7 separate regions of the Mus musculus genome follow, and all the other regions are linked to region 1. A link is a contact called in public HiChIP or PLAC-seq, Micro-C and promoter capture Hi-C data. All regions are on one chromosome and are shown on one strand. Each heading gives the region's core, a stretch centred on a gene start, on an enhancer-like site or on the middle of the called end of the contact. The rest is flanking DNA. Distances are from core to core; before and after follow the strand shown. Region 1 holds the start of Cadm3 (cell adhesion molecule 3). Region 2 has its middle 30 kb from the start of Pigm. Region 3 holds the start of Tagln2 (transgelin 2). Region 4 holds the start of Olfr432 (olfactory receptor 432). Region 5 holds the start of Slamf8 (SLAM family member 8). Region 6 has its middle 20 kb from the start of Slamf9. Region 7 holds the start of Slamf9 (SLAM family member 9).

Region 1 (2,817 bases), core at 202-2,701:
AAACTCCAGAAACAGCAAGTGAAAAATATCGGAGCAGACCCAGACCAGCCTGCAGGGGTGCCCTGAACAGTACTCTCTCAGCCCCAGATAACTGCCTGTCACTTAGACAAGGCTTTACTGGTTACGAAATATGTTCTGCAGGCTGTCCCCAGGTTCTTAGGTGACAGAGACATTGGCTACATCACCATAAAGAGTTAAGAAGCCTTGACATAAGGAAGGAAAGATTACCCAAACATTAAATACTAGCAGAGGAAAGCAGCACAGAAAATGGACTGGAGATGTTACTAGAACCACCCACATCCCACTTGTAGAATAAAGCACTATGTACTTTTCTTTACCATTCCTAATGCTGGATCTTTTATTTCTAAGTGAATGTAAAACCTGGATTAGATCTGCTAACTTCCTTTGGGTTAGATCAGGTATACTCTAAGAATTCTTGGCATACCTAAAATTCCCTGATTTCTAAAATTTAGAAATGTATTCTCCAAAGCTAAATTTCGACCAAACGAACCCAGAAAGATCCTTTTTTTTAAACACACCAAAACTCTTTCAGAGATAACCTAGAAGAACAGCAAACACTAGGGACTCGGGACTTTTTGAATGTGAGCAAGTTGCAAACACAGTCTTTCTCATCCATCTCCTCTATAGCCTCAGGGAACAAGAGCTGCATTACTCACTGCTTCTTGGTCTGTAAGAGGGTCTGTGAGTCTGGCTTTCACCCTGGGTTCTTACTAGCTAAAAGTTGAGAAGAGCCCCTGAAAGACCGAGCAGAAAGGATATTGAGAGGCTAGTTTCAGGAAAGAGGGTCTAAGACAGAGCACGGAGGAGGAAAATACCAAGTAACTTTACAGGATACTTCCTTGTTTAGTGTCTGGAATAACGTCTTTAAAGAAGGCTTGAAGGAGATTAGGTTCGGTGGCCTCCTGGGGTCGGCTTTGCAAGGGATGTTGCCTGGAACCACAAATTGTTGCTGGACAGTTAAGAAGAGGGTCTTGAGTAAGAGAACTACGGAGGTTTATGCTTAGGAGAATGCCTTGAGTAATTAGGTACCCTGGGGAGGCATCCTTGGTCACAGTGGAGAGGGGTGTCCTAGCTTTGGGGATCCCGGTTGCCTAAGGAGAAGGCGGGGCCGGAGGACCTCAGGCAAGTGGGCACGCCCTTGCCCAGGCCTGCAGTGGACTCTGTCGCCAGCTGGCCCACCGCCCTGTCCACCTCCCCTCTCTCCACCCCAAGCATAAGAGGGGTGCGCATGGGGTCCCACTTCTGAGTCAGCTCCCTCCCTTTGCTCCACACCCGAGTGATGCTGGAGGAGCTCCCGGGGGAGAAGATGGAAGGCACCACAAAAGCGCGGAGGGGGTGTGGGAGGCGAGGGGGAGTAGGGAATGCGGCATCCAGGCCCCCCCGCCACCAGCCCAGCCCCCCGTCACCACCCCTCCACCTCCAACCGAATGGTTTGCTCCGAGCGCCCTATTTAATCCCGGCGACTGCAGCAGCGCCGGCTCCCTCCCGGTACCCGCCTCGGCCCCGGGCTTGGAAGCCGCTCCGGGGTTGCCCCTTTGGACAGCGACGCCGGCTACCCAGAACCCCCGGCCCCAGTCCCCGGAGATCTAGGCTCGCCAGCGCCCAGCCAGGGAGGTGGCCAGGAAGCGCGATGGGGGCCCCTTCCGCCCTGCCCCTGCTCCTGCTCCTCGCCTGCTCCTGGGCGCCCGGCGGGGCCAATCTTTCCCAGGACGGTGAGTGAGGGAGGGGGCGGCGCCAGGGGAGGTGGCCAGTGCCCCGAGGTGGGGGTTCAGACGGGGAGCCGGGCGCAGGGAGCCTGTTGGCTTTGTTTGGAAGCGAGGGTTCAAGTCGCCAGCCTCTTGGAATACCCTTGTGTCTGTCTCTGAGCATCGCTGTCTCTGAGGACCGTGGGGTGTGCCGGCGTGTGCACCTCCTATGTACACGACCGACTGTGTATGTCTACGTGTGCAGCAGGGATGTGGATCTCGGGGGTTGCTGTCTATTTTGAGCAACCGGGGTCTGGATGTGTTGATGTCCGTGTGTGTCTGGGTGTGCGCGTCTATGTTGGTGTCTGGGGCTGCGTTTCTGTGTCAGAGTCTGTGTGTATGTCTGTGTCAGTGTGTGTTGGGGGCGGAGTGAGATTTGTCGCTGTTTCAGTCAGGGCGTGTGTTGGGTGTTTCTGTATGTATGTCTGTAGGGGTTGGGTGGCCAGAACGATCCCCAAAACTGCTGTATGCAAACATTTCTGCTCCCCCGCGCGTCCCCCACCCGCCGCGGAGCTCTGAGTGGGCAGGCAAGGGGGCCTGGGTGAGGCTGTCGAGGGGGGCGTGGGCAAAGGAGAGGGGGCTTCTCCTTGAAGCAAAACAACAACACAGGGCGGAGGGGGCCCCACTTTGGCTCTAGTCCTAGTGGTGCTAAAATCTGGGCAAGGAAACCTATACTTGGGTGCGGGGCAGCAAACGGAGAGAGCAAGATATTTGGGGAGAAGGATCTATGGGAAAACCAAAGCTTTCCTGGGCTGAACATTAATTTCTCCAAATTTAGGGTGGGGTAGCAGACTAGCCTCTTTGCCCCAGTCTAAAACTCAACCCTTCTTAGGTTTGTAAAGGTAAAGAGGTGAAGGAAGGGAGTGGGGGGGGGGGGAATGAAGAAAGGAGGCGGGGCCAGGGGAGAGGGGACTTGGGGAAGAGCCCCTCCCGCCCCAGGCCAAGCTATGTAGGTCAGCGCTGTGGGGGCACCTCAGCCTTCTTAGAGGCTGCTGGTGGTTAATGGGGTGGCTTGAAGAACTGTGTAGAGATAGGAAGAAAGACGCCCCAG
Region 2 (2,700 bases), core at 78-2,577, 960 kb after region 1:
AGCGTGGTATGCAAGGACACAGAGTCAGTCAACAGCTTTCACGTCCCTGTCTCTTAGCATCTGCCCATTGTGCCCTATTACAACCAAAGGGAATAGTTAGTATGCATTGTAACTTCACCAATCAGCTCGTTTTCTTTCTCAGGTTGGGCCCACTTGGGTGGTGTTAGAAAGAACGTGCTGGCAGGTGCCACATTCTAACAGGCACAGAACCAGAGTGACGATACCTCTCCTGTTCTTCCCTATCCTAGATAGTTCAAGAAACACTAGACAGGATATGTGGTTTGCAGGTCCTGGCTGAAAATAAAGTTTTTTTCTCAAATATCTGATTAACCTAAGAGCACTGCCACGGACACCCCCCCCCCGCACCCTCCCCCCCCCCAGTGTCTCCAATCAAGGAGGAAGACCCGTACTCCAAGGGCACAGACAATTCTCAAGGGGGGGGGGTGGTGTCCTAACTTTTCAATTATCTTCCCAGAAATGGGGCCAGTAGGTTGGTTCTCCCGGTCAGACTTTACCAGCATCACAGACCCACAGAAGGACAGGTCTGCTCCGATGGATACATTCTGTAGCAAGCAAAACAATGAGCTGCTCTCAGAGGAATGACATAATCACCAAGTCTTTTCTTCCCTTCTTGTAATGTGTATAATTTGTCTTCTTTTGGAAAGGTACCTGTAAATTTTAATGCAATTTTCTTGAGAACAATAGCAAAGTCACAATTTCCTAATCACTTTTGTTTCCCAGGAGGGAAGGAGAAAACCTTAACTGCTTGCTGAGTGACTAATACAGGCCCTTCAAGGCCCACAGAGGAGAACTGAACCAGAAGTCTTCCAAAAAGAATGCTATCCCTAATTTGTCAGACCCTTTAAGGCAATAAAATATTGTATATGCAGCGATGAGGCAAACCCACCACAGTCTGACTACAAATCCTTAGGTGACATTGAAGCAGAAACAACTCAGGACTACAGGACTGGAGAAATAAACACACACACACACACACACACACACACACACACACACACACACACACACACACACACACGTGCCCTGAGCATCCAAAGAAAACACTAGTCACAAGATTTCTGGAAAGGAAGAATATTAAGGACATTGTCCAGTCTCCCATCTGATGCATTTCTTTTTCTTTTCTACAAGATGTTTGGCAAATGATTGGCCTCCCTGCCTGTTGTACAGAGACTTTGAGGAAGAGACTGTCTTATTCAACACCACAAACAAGAGCTTGTCCCTCGGGCGACTATAAATCTTGGGTAGTGTTCGGTTTCCCTGCCAACCTGCTAAATAAGCGCGAGTTTTTCTCAAGGTACCGACGGGAAAACAGAGGCTGCCCATCACTCTCCGTCCACTCTGCCCTCCTACCCGGCTCAGGGAGGCAGCTTGCTGCACAAGAGGCCCACTTTTCAATTTGAGGATCAATACAAGCTAAATAGGTGGTATTTCCAGCCCACAGGGGCAACCCAAGCCAATACATTTAAAGCTTTCCCTTGGGGATTCTCTGATGAACCGACCTACAGGGTAGAAGAGAACAAACAAATCATTGTGTGACAGAGTCCACAGAGGAGTGCGAGTCACAAGTCACGCTGTCGCCCAGAGTCGAACACCACCACCATCTGGGCTGTCAAAGTCAAACACCACCACCACCTGGGGCTGGAGTGCTTGCTTGCTAGCTCGCTCTCGACCCCAGGCTGCTCTAGGCTTGTTGGAGCTACCACTGAGAAAAGAGTGGAGATTTGCTTCCAGGCAAAGCTGCCTTGTCAGATCCGCAGATAGCGGATGGAGGGTGGAGGGTGGAGGGCAAGGGATGAGAAGGTGGAGGTGGGATGGGGTGGAGGGTGTGGGTGGGATCGGGTGGAAGGTGGGGGTGTGGGGGTGTGGAGGGTGGGGTGGAGTGGAGGGTGTGGGTGGAGGGTAAATGGGTGCTGGTAGAGCGTGAGAGGGTTGGGGTGAGGGTGGAGAGTAGGTGGGACACAGGAGTGTTCCATGATAGTCATAAGAGGTCCCTTCTGGTTTAGGTGAGGCCGCCCACCTCTCACATGCAATGTCACTTCAAGGGTGGTTTTAGTGAGGACATTATAAATTTGTTTCCCATGTTGAGACTGAAACATTTCTGCAGAGACCCATCATCTCCAGGAGACCCCACCATCCGTCCCCATCTAGACAGATGAAGCTCGTCCATTGTGAGGGAGAGAGCACAGAGAAAACTGAGCAGGCACGAGATGAGAGCCACCGTGAGAGCGCCCGGCAAATTTAAAAGAGCTGTCTGAATTTATTCTAGTAAACGATGACAACGGCACTTTAAAAAAAAAAAATCCTATGATCATCCAGATAGAAAACAAAACAAAATAAGCTGTTCACGCCGAGAAAAATAGCAGATTTCTCTTCTGCAACCTTGAATGGAACAGTGTCACTCAATCGCAGGACAGATAATAAATCTGTATAATGGAAAATGATACAGCTGTGAAAACGAGTGCAGTCCGGGATGCGAGGCAGTGCAGGTGAGAGGCAAACACATACTACTGAGCAAAAAGAGTCTCCTACAAACACGAATCTATAAGACAAGACACAGTTAGTTAAAGGATACCCAGGTAAGATGTAAAAACTGTAACCAGCAATCAAGAACACATTGTTTCAAAAATCAGTATAGTGGATTCCTTTGGGGGACCGAAAGGGGGTACAGTTGGAAGCAAG
Region 3 (2,700 bases), core at 131-2,630, 870 kb after region 1:
TTTTTTTGCTTAAAAAGCCCACACCTGGCAATCTCGAAGGACAAAGCCATGGGGTGAACACTGACTAGGGGCCAATCCCCTGGGGACCAGCATAGACACCAAGGGTGTGCAAGGGGATCGCAAGGACAAAGATTATTTGCGGCTTTGGAACGTTAACACCTTGCTCACCCCTCCTTACCTTGGCCCAAAGCCTGAGGTGTACCCTGAGCTACAGGGAAGAGAAAATGGGAGAAGCTTAGAGATGAGCTATCCCTGACTACTGCTCTAGGGAACAAGGAGACCCGTCCAGCCACTGGTCTCCTACACCGCACCTCCACTTGCCATCACCGCTGCTTTTGCTCCACAGATACCACGTATCCCAGAACCTCTCGGATAGGAACACAGGTAGGCCTGCAGAGCCCAAAAAGGAGGTAATCTACTTCCGGTCCAGCCCCTTCGGCCGTCCCCCCCACCCCCACGGCCACACCCTGCCTGGGCCGTTAATGTGGATGAGTCACCCACCGCCCTCCCGCCACTGGGGTGACGCAGGTCTGGGCAGCCCGCCCGCCCGCCCGCGGCCACCACCGGCTTTCCCAGCAGCAGGGGGCACGGGAGGGGGCAGCGGGTCTCAGGCTAGGGTAAGAGAGTTTGGATAGCAGCCAACCCCTACAGACAGGGCACATCCGAGTGCAGTCAGGGCTGCAGCCCGGAGATGTCCGAGGTCAAAGGCGCTCCAGGAGAAGAAGGGGGTTTCACAGAAGACCAGGCTACTGTGCAAATAACTCCCGGAGACCTGTGACCCCGAGTACCCGGACAAACGAACTAGCAGGAGGGGGGCAAAAGGGCGGTCTCGGGGTCACAGAAGGCAGGCAGTACCCACACGTGCTCCTGGACCAGGAAGTGAAAGGGGCGCGCGGTAAATTCATGGACCGGAGCGCGCGCCAGAACCTAGTTCTTGCGGCCACTCAGCAGCCTGCGGACGTCCGACGCCCTCCTTCCTTCTCCCCCCAAAGAGAACTCAACGCTGGAGCAAACGGCTGGGGCTTGGGACCAGACCTCTTGGGTCGGGACGGACGCCCCGTCTTGTGCACCCGTAAAACTTGCCTTGCTTAACTGCTGAACAATGCAGAGAAGGCTTGGGAACCGGACCTGACAGCACGGGGCGGGGCACCCAGTTGGGACCCCAGCGTCCGCCAGTCTTCAACCCCCACGCTCCCAGAAGCAAGTCTCAAGTGTTGGCTTCTTGCTTTCTACAGACCACACACATAATCCCCAACTCCCACCCCGCTGCCTTGGTCCCTCAGTCCTGCTCACCGTCCAAGAGGGCTGGATGAGAGCGCACGCACGACAGGGGCTGCAGCGGCGAGTGGAGCTCAAGACCCGGCCGGGCTTGGAGTTTTCTGGGGGGTCCCGCCTCAGACGGGGCGGACCAGGGGCGGGGCAAGGGCCAAGAGGGTTTAAAGGCGCCGCCGCGTGGAATGCTGGAGCGCTTAAGATAGGTGGTCAGTAGGCAGGAATGAGCCGTAAAGGACCTGCGGAGTCCTTGGCGCCGCTGCAAAAGGTCTCCGCCCAGGGGATCCTCAACCTGCATTCACCAGCCATAGACTTGTATCCTAATAGGAAACTTTCTGCCTAGACTAGCTAGCTCAGGATCGCAGGCCTGTTTCTATGAGAAGCCTACTATTACAAAAAGGCCGGCCTTTTGTAAATTCAGGTCCAGGAAGCGCCTTCCTACAGGATAGAGTAAGGAGTAATAGGTCTGGTGCTTACAGGCTGGGACAGCACCCCCACGTGGTTCTGCTTGCCATTTAACTTCAAGCCCGGGCAAAAAAAAAAAAAGAACAGTGAGGTCACTCCTTGCCCGGGGCCTTGAGGGTGTGGTAGGGCTTGGGACCTGGGATTCAGACCCAGTTCTCTCTCTCCCTTCCATCTCCCATTTAATAAATTGACATTTCTTCTTAGATCTTGGAGGGTTGGAGGCGGGGGCTTAGTGGAGGAAGTTGGCAGGCACTTTTCTACCCCTTAAGAGTGAAGAGCAATAGTTGAGGGGTGTCCAGAACACCTACTTTTTCAGGCTGTAGTTAGCGGAGTTCCCCATTTAAAACCCACCAGTGTTTTTCTTTCTTCACGTTATGGAGTCCCCCGTTGAGCCTGATATTTAAAAGAACAGCAGCCAGTTCCACCCTGACCTTTGACTTCTCTATTCCCCAAAGTCCCGCTCAGACCCACAGAATGTCAAGTTTCAGTCCCCTGTGCCTTTAGGGTGTTCCTCTGCCCGAAAGTGGGTTTCCTTCACTGCCCCGTCACCTGCTCTGCCTGTTACCTGCTTGTGTGGCTTCTGGTCAATTACAAAAGCACCTTTGGCTTTAGTTGCCGTGCCCAGTCTACAAAATAAACTCCGGGCGGTGGACGGGACATGGAAAGAACTCTGAGCAGTCTCCTGTGAGTGTCCCAGGAATCCCCACATGTTTTAAGTATTTACTAAATATTGACTCAAACTGAACTCTTTGTGCCAATGTGATAACCAGCTTACAGCTTTATCACAGTGCGTAGTTGGCCTCAGTGACTAGCGAGAACTCCCCAAGGACAAAGGCATTATCCCAGTGATTTCTCTATTTTCTCATGGCTTCTGGCCTAACAGCAGATCTCTACTAGGCACTCAACAACTTTTTTCTTGAATGACTGTTGAATGTGTCCCATTCAGAACCCTCTCTGTACATA
Region 4 (2,803 bases), core at 159-2,658, 680 kb before region 1:
ATCAGAATATTGTCCAAATGTACTGAACTCCATGTACTTTTGTGTTCTGTTTTCATATCTCCCTGGTGTCCATCCCAACATTTGCGCAATGCTCTCTTCCAAAATCTTTAACTAATTTCAATATCTTCTTGGTCTTTCTTCAAAAATCCGGTCTGAAACATTAACACATAGCCAGACCAGATTCTAGAAATTAAACCAACTCACTTTCTAACTAAGTTCCATCTGCCTGAGAAAAGGTGAACGTCATTTTGTTTCTTCCCCTTCAAATCTGTGTCCTCACCCACTCCTACGTTGGTAGGTTCAGGGACTATATTTGTCTTACAACATTTTACAATGTGTCCTAATGAAAGATTTCATGAGTTGAAAATTTGACATATCATCGAAACAACTAGTTAATTGTCTATACAATAAGCAGGGAAATCTTTCAATTTTCATATGATGGAATACAATAAACCTAGCAGACTTCAAGTCATTTCAGCACAGCATTAATCCTCTGTGTGACCCTCTTAAAAGCCTCTTTTACTTCCTTATTGCGAAGAGTATAAATAATAGGGTTGAAGAAAGGGGTGAGCAAAGTATATACCAAGGCAATAAGCTTGTCTCTGCCTTCAGCTCGAATCTCTGGTGGGCCCACATAGACAATGAAGGCAGAGCCAAAGAACAGTGTCACTACGGTTATATGGGAGGAACAGGTGGAAAAGGCTTTTGCACGACTAGCAGCTGAAGGCAGCTTCAGCACAGCTCTCACAATACCTCCATAGAGTCCCAAGATGAAAGTAAGATTGCATGTATTGATCATGCCAATCACTGCAATATAAAGCCGAGCATGCCAGCTAGTGTCCACACATGCCAACTGCATCACTGGTGCCAGGTCACAAAAGTAATGGGCCACCTCTTTCAAACAATAAGGTAAAGAGGCAGTGAGACCTGCAGGCACCAGGGCAGCTGAAAAACCAGCCAACCATGTAACCCCAACTAACTGTTTCTGTACCTGTCTGCTCATGAGTGCATGGTAGTGCAGTGGACGACAGATAGCAAGGTAGCGGTCCAGAGCCATGACACCTAGCAGGTAGCACTCGGTCATGCCCAAGGAGTGGAAGACATACAGCTGGACAAAGCATGCAGACGAGGGGATGGGTGAAGGCCCATGGAGCAAGGTATGCAGCAAGGTGGGCACTGTGGTGCTGACATACCAGAGTTCCAGGAAGGAGAGGACACTGATAAAGAAGTACATGGGAGTGGACAGCCCTGAATCTGCCTGGATCAAGACAATGATGAACAAGTTCCCTGCCAGTGTGAGGAGATAGATGCACAGGGTTCCAAAAACTGCAAGATGTTGCAGGGTGCCAGAGGTAGTGAAACCAGCAAGGATGAAGGTCCGTGTCCAGGTATAGTTGACATGATCCATGATTCCTGGGAATGAAAGAAAAAGGCAGTAAATAATCACCTTTATGTTTTTCCTCTGGACAATGTTCCCCAGAGACCAAAGTATAGAACACACAAGTCAAAATCACATATTGTCTACTCAATCCATTCCATCTACAGGATGAAAGAGGATTTGACTACTAGTAGTCAGAAGTGGTTTGTTTAATATCTGTTGGTGACAGTGGCCACATAGAATTATTGTTTTAATTCACAGAACAACATTTGTAGACTATGGCAGCAGTCAGGCCTAAGATTTTCTCCTCTCTGCTTTGCCAAAAAAAAAAAAAAAAAAAAGAAAAAAAAAGAAAAAGAAAAAAGAAAAAAAAGAAAAAAAAGAAAAATCCCAACAAATAAAATGATAGGAAAATTCTGCTTCTTTCTCCTACCATTCCTAGTTAAGTGCTCCCATGATAATTCGAAATTATGATCCTTATTGTATACTGGATTCAACAACTAGGATATAGTAGGAAAAGGAGACTTATGTTCATTCATTAACATCTAAGTCTTATTGGGGGTTCTCCAGGTTTGTTTAGAACTCATCAAGGTTCTTATCAAAGGTGGAAAGAGAAAATGATGGACAAGAAACAAGGCTATCTTAGGAACATATCTCAAAGCTGAATACTTTTGGGAAACATGAATAATCCATTGGCTAAGAGGATGTGTTTTCTGGAAGTATTCTAGTGGGAGATACACTTCAGAATACTGCAGTGGGTAGGAGAAAGGGAGAAGTACAAAGCAAAGCCCCTATGAGATGTGTCAAGAGGTGCTAAAGTAGTACAAGCAATGCCTTATTTCAGGAGTCGTATTTCCTCATTTGTCTTCACCACCAACTCAACGTGAATCTTGATCCAAACCAACACTTCCTCTGTGGCTGAAGTCCTGTAACTGAAGAAGTTTAAGTTACAGGTTCCCGAAGTTTCTGACGTGGTAATAGCTTATGATTCTCTAGTTATTGATTGATTTGTACTAGGTTCCTCATGGACAGCCTTTATTAATATCTGCAGAATGTCATGCTCATACTCAAATGGAAATTATTCAGAAAAGGTCAATTATTCAGCTGCCTCCTGCTGCTTTTTTTTTTTTTTTTTTTGCTGTTCTTACCTCTTGTGTGCCACCTCCAACCATTACCTCATTCTTTTGGTTACAACAGAACTAGTCTCATTCTTCTTGGTATCACTTCTATCCCAAGACACTCCCTTATTTATAATTCCTGCTCCTGGAAACAAAGCTCTCCCACAAACTCCTTAATAAACGTTCCCTGAGGTTACTATGACTAACTCTCAGTATGGATCCCTCTGGGGCAAGAAGTGAGGCCCACAGAAATGAGTCAGATGAGATGTGTGTGTCTCGCCAATGACTTACCTCTGCATCTACACTT
Region 5 (2,700 bases), core at 113-2,612, 780 kb after region 1:
TGTGTGTGTGTCTTTTAGAAACCTGTCTAGTAGGAAGAATTCCAGTCTACTTTGGTCTGGTCAGGATCTCAGGCCCCAGTGGTCTCCTTCAAGTTTGAATGAGCAGTAGTGTTCTGACAGTCTTCTTCAGACCCTGCTGTACATTTCCCCTCTGAACTACACGTAGAGGCTCCCCATTCATTCCCCAGGAAAATGCTGGTCCTTTCCCTTCTCTCTTGGTTCCTCAGGAGCAGCATGAATGCTTTCTCTTCCTCCACAGCCAGTGTTACCATGGTGCCCATTTCACTCACAAACTAGATACTATACAGGACAACACACAATGATCCAAACTCAGGACATTAGGCATCTTTCTCAAGGGCAGCATCTTAAAATGACTTCTCTGCTGGGGATAGGGATACAAGTTGGTAGAACATTCCAGAAGCCTTTCATTCTCTCTCTATTACTGAGGGAAGAGGGGAAAAAAGAAGCTATAAATAAAAGCGCAGAATAAGAGTGAGGAGGGGACAGCCCATGCTCTCTGCCCCTCTATGACCCCTGGGACCCCAAGAGAGTGCCTACCATTAACGTGGCTTTTAATTCTTCTTCCACAGATACTTCCAATGGGGTGACAAGAAGATCAGCTCTGAGAATGGTCCTCAGCCTTACATAAAAGCAAAAGGGCTAGCCACGTCTGATAGTTGTCCAATCACTTAATGACTATTTATTAAACAGTGTGTCCAGCACAGAAACAAATACGAATGTTGCTATTAAACGGCCTAGAGAAACTGTGTGGCTATGACCAGCAACATGCAGAGGATACAAGGAAGAGTAAGAATACATGGGTACAAAGTATTTCTCACTCTGCTTGTAGGCAGGGAGCCTTGAAGGACAGCCTGGTGGGCAAGGTATGCCTGCTAGGAAAGCCAATCCAATGTGTGCAGATGTCAAATGGGGTGGTTCTAAAAAGAGGTAGTCTGGCTGGGATGGCCAAAGAGGAGAGCAGATGTGGGCAGCCAGTCTGTAGAAGCTGAAAAGCCTCCCATGCTAAGCTCAGTATTTTGTCTTTATCCAGAGGGCAGCAGGAGAGTTTCAAAGACTTTTAAGCAGAGGGGAAGTGCATAGATGAAAATTGAAGCTCAGAAGGCTCTCTGTGACAATGATGGTGATTAGGCCCATCCATGAGCAGGGCTGGATGCAGAAAGGCCTGGTGACCATGTGTAAGAAGCACGTGTGCCATGTGGGTGTGCTTGTCACCATGCTCTGACTGCCATGTGCACAGAAAGGAGGCTGACTTACAAGAACCGGCTCCTGAGAACCCAGTGAGGCTCAGCTGGGCCTGCAGCCAACTTCCACTTTACCCGGGATGCTTTCGCTTTCAAGACATCTTGTTTTGAGTCAAGATTCCTCCTTCTGAACATGGGACTTTCCAGCAGGACCACAGCTCCTTCCGTGCACTCGTCTGGCCTAGGATGGATATCCTAGTTTGCTGAGGGAATCTTCCAAGGGAGGACAACGGCCATGTGGTCCCTCTGGAGTCTTCTTCTCTTTGAAGGTAAGTGGGGCAGATGGACAACCTGTCCTCGGGGAGCTGAAAGCCTCTCCCCAGCTGCCTTCATCCTACTGCTAGGCAGCTTGCCTCTCCAAACCAAGTAAGAATCAAGGAGAGAAGGAGAAGTGAGGTGTGGAGCAAGCTCAAGTGGTGTCTTAGACAAAATAGGGTAGCGTTACCAGTGGCATCTGTATCCAGGAGACACCACCCGTTCCAGGGCCCAGAGCAGCTTGAAATGATGGCAGTTTTGAGAGAAAGTTGGGTGCTAGGGTGATGGGGATCTGGCACTACTGACACATGGGGATCCTCCAGTCCAGGGAAAGAGAGGAGGGTAAGGCAGAGGAGAGTTCCCTAAGGAGTGTTTCGGCAGCTTGTAAGGATGCTGAGGTCACTCTCTGTATCCTGTACAAGAAGAGATGGACATTGAATGAAGAAATGAGGTGACAGCAGGTTAAATGTGGTCCCAGTGGGCATGAGGATAGCTGATAGCAAACTGGTGTTGGAGTCTCCAAACACGAGCTGACTCCCTCCATCACTCTGATGGCTGAGTTTCCCTCTTTGATCAACAAATAGGCAACATGACACGGAGTTCATGGATCCCCATACTCAGAGCCAGGATACGGCAGAACCTCAGACTTAAGGGGCATCCAGTGTTAACACTGAATCTGTGTCCTTCAGAATAAAGATGGCTAGGCCCAGAGAGGTTAAAGATATAGATGAGGACTAGAGTTGTGATCAGCAGATCTCTTGATCCCAGCTTCTGGCACTTGGATACATGATGTATCAACCCTTACGGTGCCCTGCATCCTGAAGCCTCCTTCTGTACCAGGCTCGGGGTCAATCCTCAGCAAATTCAGTGCAGTGTACTGAGCTCCTGCAGTCTAATATTAAACTGAGGGGAAGGGGAGAACTGCACGTATAAAGATAAAGACGTTTGCTCTTAGCCTGAAAGAGTTCATGTCTGGAGGGGGATCCTGATTCAGAGACAGACACTACTAATAGTACAGGGTGCTGATTTCTGGTCACTGTAGGAAAACAGAAAGAATGTAACCTTGCAGTGAGCTAGGGAAGAGGTTAGAGGTGATGGTGATGCTTACAGAATAAGCACACACAAATAAGGCAGAAAAGGAGTCAAGAGGGCAGCTCAAACAGGATTGTCTTCCTCATAGTTC
Region 6 (2,700 bases), core at 65-2,564, 910 kb after region 1:
GGCAGATTTCTGAGTTCGAGGCCAGCCTGGTCTACAGAGTGAGTTCCAGGACAGCCAGGGCTACACAGAGAAACCCTGTCTCAGAAAACCAAAACCAAACCAAACAAACAAACAAAAAAAAAAACCCCACAAAAATGTTTACTTAAAGGGTTAATTAAATAAATTATAATGTAGCTATATAATAGAACTTGATCGAGCCTCAAGAAATAAAGATATGAATCCTTAAATACATACACAGAATGAATGAGTCCTAAGATAAGGGATTAGTGGAGTGAGGTAAAAGCAGAATATGAAGTTTTATATATATATAAAGACATTATATATATATATAGGACATCTTTACTTGTAAATAAAAAGAACTACTCATGTTCAAAAACTTCAGAACATCAAAACAGACTGTACAAATATATATATATATATATATATATATATATATATATATATAATTCTGAGCTTAATAGAATGGAGCCCGACTTTCTGACTGATCTAAAGTCGGGGCCTGTGGAACCCTTTGCCAGACAGCTGTCCTCTTTGACAGCGTGGGTGGTCAGAATGGAACGTGAAAACAGGAACAGTACACAGAGACATGCAGGAACATGAAATTAAAGGCTCACCGAACTTTCCATCACAGGAACCCACAATGGAGAAAAGAGAGGGGATTAGATTAAAATAACAGGGGCTTCCTGGCAGAGGGAATAGTTAAGGATTGCAATGATACTCATAGGAGATAGGAGATCTGTGCAGCCTCCTTATATTTTCTGTGTGGATGTAGGGAGTGACAGTCCCCATGGCTCCCCTGCCCTGGCCCTGCCCAGTCTCAGTTCCTACTATGTTCCCTCCCCAGGGGTATTTCTGCATGACCTCTGTCCACCCTAGCTGTAAGATCTCCAACCCCAGCTGCCTTTTCCATTTCCCTCTACTATTGCCTCAGGAGGAACAAGCAGAGGCCAGATGGTACTTAGGTCATAGTTACCACAGGCTCTAAGACGGAAGGAGGAAAAGATGCAGGGGTAGACTTGGAGATAGGCGGGAAACTTTCTAAGAGAACTGGGTTTGTGTGAAAACACAGGCTTTGTTTTGGGTTGGGAAGGTTAGGGAAACCTACCCTTATTTTTCATGAGGCAGGATGTCAGTCTTGTGTGCAACCGAACGAACCTCGGTCTGCTGTCAGTCTGGTTGCGTTTTATGTCTATTTTGCCATGTTCATTCTTTCAACCTTGTGATTCATTCACTTTGCATACTTGGCATAAGCAGAGAGGAGAGTTATAACACTGGCTACAAACCAGGAGGCACGGGGTGCCTGGGTTCAAGTGCAAGGCTCTGCATTCAAACTCCACCACGGGTAGAGAAAAAAATAACCAAGCCACTCCCAATTGCCACCCTTCCTCTGCACTCGGTTCCTCTGACTTTTCTCAGTAGTCTCTACCAGACCCCACTCTACCTCCCCCCCCCACCCCCTGCCGGAAGTCCTTTTTTCATATGTAAATGTTGCTAGGAAGCTAAGAAGAAGCCCTGCAGTATCTCTGTTTAGAAACTGTTCTAGATGTTTATAAATGTTCAGAAAAAAAAGTGTAAATCTCCTTGGGTAAGCAGGCTTAGATGGAACTATGAGCTCATTTTTTTTTTTTTTTTAAATGCGAGCATAAGCATTGGAAACAAAGTACTTTAAATCCATCCCGGCTTCAAAAGGCAGAAGTTAACAGTCAAGGCCTCGTCAGGGGCGTTGTGGTGGTGGTGGTGGTGGTGGTGGTGGTGGTGGTGGTGGTGGTGGTGGTGGTGGTAGTGGTGGTTGTAGCTGTTGTTTTCTTGATTTCTGAAAGGAATTTTATGGAACTCTCTACTATAAATGACCTGAAGAAAATAGCACAAAGCAATTCTTTTTACTCTACTCAACACTGGTTTTGTTTTGTTTTTGTTTTTTTTGTTTTTTGTTTAATGCTCCACAAGGCTGTATGAAACCCTTGCAAGCCACGAAAAAATAAGCAGATATAAGGGCCCAGAGCAAAGTAGAAGTTTCTAGAATGGCTCAAAGGAGGATTAGAAAGCTGCTGTACTGGACTTGTAAGTTATACCTGAAGGAACTGGCAAGGTCAAGGCGTGGGGTTGGGGGTTCACATGGTATTTTAGAAAATAAAAACCAACCAACCAACAACAACAACAACAAAACGTGATTATGTCTAGATGGAGCATGGAATAAAAAAGTAAAGAGGTGACAGAAAATGAGAGTGGGCGACAACTGTCCCCGGGACCGAGATGAAGCAGAGGGGGTTTTAGGGATAGTCGATAACTGTGCCTTCCACTCTTTACAGCTTCCTCCAGTGACTGGAAGCTCTCCATCACCACCTGAGTGATCCCAGGGTGGACCTATGGACCACCCAAGCCCCTCCACGATGAACAAATCCACAGTTCTACTCGGATCTGTTCTCGCCACATCTGGCTCCGCCTTCCTTGTCTTACCACTCTTCCCAGACTGTTTCCTTTTCCACATATCCCTGGCTCCCTCGGCCAGTTAAGCACAACTTAACCCCTTGTCTTTTCACCTCACAGCTACCTTGGATGTCTCTCAGAGGTGACAGTGATAGATGTCCTGCATTATTACCCAAGTGCCCCCCCCCATGACCCATGTCAGAAGCAGGAAATACAGACCAAGGCCCCCACATCCACCACAAGTCTAGCACTAATCCATGTGTGAGGGAGCAA
Region 7 (2,700 bases), core at 85-2,584, 890 kb after region 1:
TTATCTTTCTTACTGCTTTGGGCACCTCCATGGAAACAGCCTCAGTGTCCATTGCCTCCTTGTTCCTGTTCATTTTCCCTGTGGCTGAAGCTCAGGCACTGGAACAGACCACACTACAAGCAGTCTGCCTTCCAGTTTCAGCCTCTTAAGGCTTACCTCAGCTCCCGAGCTTCCATGCCAAGCTCAGGAAAGCCAGAATAAGGGGAGTCTTAAACTCACGGTAGACACGGAGATGGTAAGACTTCGTGATGTGGGACTCAGATGTCTTCAAGTTGACTTGGGCGTTGTAAAGCCCTGAGTCTTCCCAGGTCAGATTGCTAATATGCAGGGAGTAGCTGGACTCAGAGATGCTCACTCTGCCCCGGTATCGAGGATCCACTGCCATGATAACGGCTGGCTGTCCCTTTTTGCCTGGCTTCACGATGGCAATGTTGTTTTGAAAGAGCCAGTCTATGTGCTTAATTTCTTCATTGGATGGTATTTCCAGAGAGAGGTTGATAGACTCTTGCAGGACACCAACCACTTCCTCAGGATCCTCATCATCTCCAGAAAACCCTTTGGCTGAAAAAGAGATGCATACAGCCTGGCTGATATCTCTTGGTGGCTGCAGTTAGGTAACAGAGTAGCTATGACTCATCTGCCTCTGAGCACCTTCTCTAGCTCTATGCACCATCGTAGGACTCTCTAGCTACCTCTTGTAGTTCTAGATTTCCACTGCACCTGAGTTGATCAAGGATCTGGGAGGGGGTGGGGTCAGGGAGGGGGAAGAGATGGTCCCCATTGATCTCTTCACCATTTCCCTTCTTTTTTGTCCTTCTGGAACTGCAACCCCATGCATGTCACCCAGATATACCCTCTCATCCTGCTCAGAGGCCATAACCCACTCCTTGGAGTTCAGAGTAGAAATTCCCCCAACCTAGCCTGAGATTCAGCTACATCACATGTAGGCATGCATTCAGCACAATCCACATCAATGTACAACAGTGATACATGCACACCCATGTTTATTGCAGAGCGAGTCACAATCATCCTTTGGTGCCCCATCAACAGAAGGGCTGACACACTCATCCCCAAAGGAAGGGTCTTGCCAGCCTAAGGCCAAGTGGAACAGAGGGTATAAAGACAGTCTTATACAGGAGCAGGGAGCCACTCACCTTCCTGAAGCAGCAGCAGGAGTGACCACAGAAGGGCCCCCATATTGGCAGCTCTTGCCTGGGAAGAGTGACTTGGTCAGCTGGCTAGGCTGTGGAAACACAAGCTGGTAAGGGGTCCATAGAGGCAGAATGACTGGTTGATACTGGCAGGAAGCAGAGAGGGAAATAATTCTCCCTCCAACTTCCTCTGTACACATTAAACTCCTCCCTGGCCCTCATGGAAATGTGCCTCTCCTCCGTCTAACAGTCAGATGATGTAAGCCACTGTCTCAGATTGCCCATCCCCCAAACCAAACCCAAATCTCACTTCCTAATACAGACTTTGACTTTTCTATCTCCAGCCAGCTGCATGCCCAGATCCCGTAGAAATCACATATGCACGTGCTTCGAACTACCCAGCTGTCGGCCCTCTGAACACTCTCGCCCACCCCCTCAGTATTTTCTATGCTGCTGTGATCTTTATCTCCCCTGAGAGAGTCTATCTTTTATTTCCACTGTTATGTTTCACTGTTCCTAGCCCCTGCTAAACGCATCTTCATGGCATTAGAAAAGATGAGCGTGGGAAGTCTTCTATTTAAAGCTATTTGTATTCCCATTTGTGATGCTGTCTTCCATCCACCTTTCTGCTTTGCCTGGTGTCTGCAAACAGTTTTGACCACTCAGTGCTACTGCCATCTGATTCAGTGGCATGAGCGGTGCAGACTAGTCCCTGGAGTGTCTGAACATCAAGTCTTCACTGGGAACTTCTGGTTGGGCACAGAAGACACCTGCAAACCTCCAGTCTGCCACCTTGGCCAAGGAGCAGTGAACTCAGGAGCAGGTATAGTCCTTCCACACTGACAGATTTTTGTAGTCACAGCCTTTTCGGCTACACTTGTTTTTCCTTCTCCATCTCTTCAGGCTCCCTATAGGAGTAGAGATTAGACATGACCTGATGAGAACTATGGGTGCTCCCCAGAGATGGTGTCACATGTGTGCAGAACTTCCCAAGCCAACATCCACCAAGTAGGATTCACTGGGTGAGTACCCTTGTTGCATGCAATGTCAATGTCAATAGTACTGAGGAGAATGTGCGTTACACAGAGCAACGGCAGACAGGTTGACATAAGACACCTTTGTGATGGGCTGGGGATCAGCTCTGGGATTGGTGACTAGCAAAAGCCATCGCTTCCTGAAGTCCTCTTAGTTTGAGTAATGAAAGTCTTTTGCAGGAGCAAAAGTCAGGACAGCTAGCTGGCCCCAGGGGTTCCTGGAGGCAATGAAGTTGACATCAGCAGGATTCCCAATGCCAGTAATGGCTGGAGCTGAAAGCAGCAGCATCTCCCAGCTCCTCCTAGGGTTTTTGTTTGTTTGTTTTGTTTTAACGTAAATCCTCTCACTTTGTCTTTTGAAGATTTACTGTTCCATAAGGAAGACAAGATTGGTGCCACCTAAGAGGGTTCTTACTGCAAAGAATTTGAGGACATCCTCCTTCTCCACTGGCAGGATATCAAGTGTTCCAGAAACTATGTGAATTTGGTTTTTGTTTTTGTTGTGACATGAATTG

What was found. Hi-C and Micro-C count contacts between places; a contact is called where the count stands out from the background. HiChIP or PLAC-seq counts read pairs in DNA pulled down with a chosen protein or histone mark. Capture Hi-C pulls out chosen DNA fragments and counts their contacts.
Region 2: an H3K4me3 HiChIP or PLAC-seq map of neural tube shows a contact between it and region 1, with 8 times the contacts expected there. The contact joins the enhancer-like site here to the promoter of Cadm3 in region 1. A contact is called at or near these places in 23 of 39 promoter capture datasets (the 3T3-L1 cell line, 3T3-L1-derived adipocytes, the C10 cell line and 13 more), 3 of 15 datasets of contacts at CTCF or cohesin (large pre-B cells, pro-B cells and stem cell-derived epiblast-like cells), 18 of 484 Hi-C or Micro-C datasets (the G1E-ER4 cell line, the N1E-115 cell line, adipose-derived mesenchymal stem cells and 11 more), 14 of 115 datasets of contacts at active chromatin or transcription factors (SST interneurons, astrocytes, craniofacial prominence and 9 more) and 2 of 9 other capture datasets (embryonic stem cells and liver).
Region 3: a contact with region 1 is called in a promoter capture Hi-C map of liver, with 5 times the contacts expected there. The contact joins the promoter of Tagln2 here to the promoter of Cadm3 in region 1. A contact is called at or near these places in 13 of 39 promoter capture datasets (the C10 cell line, the SN4741 cell line, cranial neural crest and 7 more), 1 of 15 datasets of contacts at CTCF or cohesin (large pre-B cells), 4 of 484 Hi-C or Micro-C datasets (the G1E-ER4 cell line, the N1E-115 cell line and embryonic stem cells), 21 of 115 datasets of contacts at active chromatin or transcription factors (cardiomyocytes, craniofacial prominence, differentiating embryonic stem cells and 12 more) and 3 of 9 other capture datasets (embryonic stem cells, liver and pancreatic islet).
Region 4: a contact with region 1 is called in a promoter capture Hi-C map of adipose tissue, with 2.3 times the contacts expected there. The contact joins the promoter of Olfr432 here to the promoter of Cadm3 in region 1. A contact is called at or near these places in 2 of 39 promoter capture datasets (liver and pre-B cells) and 2 of 9 other capture datasets (adipose tissue and liver).
Region 5: a contact with region 1 is called in a Micro-C map of embryonic stem cells. The contact joins the promoter of Slamf8 here to the promoter of Cadm3 in region 1. A contact is called at or near these places in 23 of 39 promoter capture datasets (the 3T3-L1 cell line, 3T3-L1-derived adipocytes, the C10 cell line and 12 more), 1 of 484 Hi-C or Micro-C datasets (embryonic stem cells), 11 of 115 datasets of contacts at active chromatin or transcription factors (craniofacial prominence, embryonic basal ganglia, embryonic forebrain and 6 more) and 4 of 9 other capture datasets (adipose tissue, embryonic stem cells, liver and 1 more).
Region 6: an H3K4me3 HiChIP or PLAC-seq map of embryonic stem cells shows a contact between it and region 1, with 4 times the contacts expected there. The contact joins the enhancer-like site here to the promoter of Cadm3 in region 1. A contact is called at or near these places in 16 of 39 promoter capture datasets (the 3T3-L1 cell line, 3T3-L1-derived adipocytes, the HPC-7 cell line and 10 more), 8 of 115 datasets of contacts at active chromatin or transcription factors (astrocytes, bone marrow-derived macrophages, embryonic forebrain and 5 more) and 2 of 9 other capture datasets (adipose tissue and embryonic stem cells).
Region 7: a contact with region 1 is called in an H3K4me3 HiChIP or PLAC-seq map of forebrain, with 8 times the contacts expected there. The contact joins the promoter of Slamf9 here to the promoter of Cadm3 in region 1. A contact is called at or near these places in 13 of 39 promoter capture datasets (the 3T3-L1 cell line, 3T3-L1-derived adipocytes, the HPC-7 cell line and 7 more), 2 of 484 Hi-C or Micro-C datasets (the N1E-115 cell line and embryonic stem cells), 17 of 115 datasets of contacts at active chromatin or transcription factors (craniofacial prominence, differentiating embryonic stem cells, embryonic basal ganglia and 9 more) and 1 of 9 other capture datasets (embryonic stem cells).

Annotation. Positions count from the first base shown.
Region 1 is chr1:173,366,329-173,369,145 of GRCm38.p6, reverse strand. Cadm3 (cell adhesion molecule 3) reads left to right here and starts at 1,451. Exons shown (of 9, transcript NM_053199.3): 1 at 1,451-1,733. The coding sequence starts at 1,652. It also overlaps a transcript of Aim2 not described here.
Region 2 is chr1:172,405,133-172,407,832 of GRCm38.p6, reverse strand. No RefSeq gene overlaps it. Among named protein-coding and RNA genes, the nearest start is that of Pigm, 30 kb to the right of the region's middle. Within about 2 kb of position 1,327, at least 12 of the 459 cell types and tissues checked have an H3K27ac peak or open chromatin away from gene starts, as enhancers often do. A contact at or near this core is called in neural tube and stem cell-derived motor neurons, where this site is marked.
Region 3 is chr1:172,498,926-172,501,625 of GRCm38.p6, reverse strand. Tagln2 (transgelin 2) reads right to left here and starts at 1,380. Exons shown (of 5, transcript NM_178598.2): 1 at 1,294-1,380.
Region 4 is chr1:174,048,980-174,051,782 of GRCm38.p6, reverse strand. Olfr432 (olfactory receptor 432) reads right to left here and starts at 1,408. Exons shown (of 1, transcript NM_146716.2): 1 at 470-1,408. The coding sequence starts at 1,408. The coding sequence ends at 470. It also overlaps the pseudogene Olfr431-ps1.
Region 5 is chr1:172,589,230-172,591,929 of GRCm38.p6, reverse strand. Slamf8 (SLAM family member 8) reads left to right here and starts at 1,362. Exons shown (of 5, transcript NM_029084.3): 1 at 1,362-1,531. The coding sequence starts at 1,498.
Region 6 is chr1:172,454,340-172,457,039 of GRCm38.p6, reverse strand. No RefSeq gene overlaps it. Among named protein-coding and RNA genes, the nearest start is that of Slamf9, 20 kb to the left of the region's middle. Within about 2 kb of position 1,314, at least 29 of the 459 cell types and tissues checked have an H3K27ac peak or open chromatin away from gene starts, as enhancers often do. A contact at or near this core is called in embryonic stem cells, where this site is marked.
Region 7 is chr1:172,473,994-172,476,693 of GRCm38.p6, reverse strand. Slamf9 (SLAM family member 9) reads right to left here and starts at 1,334. Exons shown (of 4, transcript NM_029612.4): 1 at 1,155-1,334; 2 at 220-561. The coding sequence starts at 1,197. It also overlaps the pseudogene Gm7804.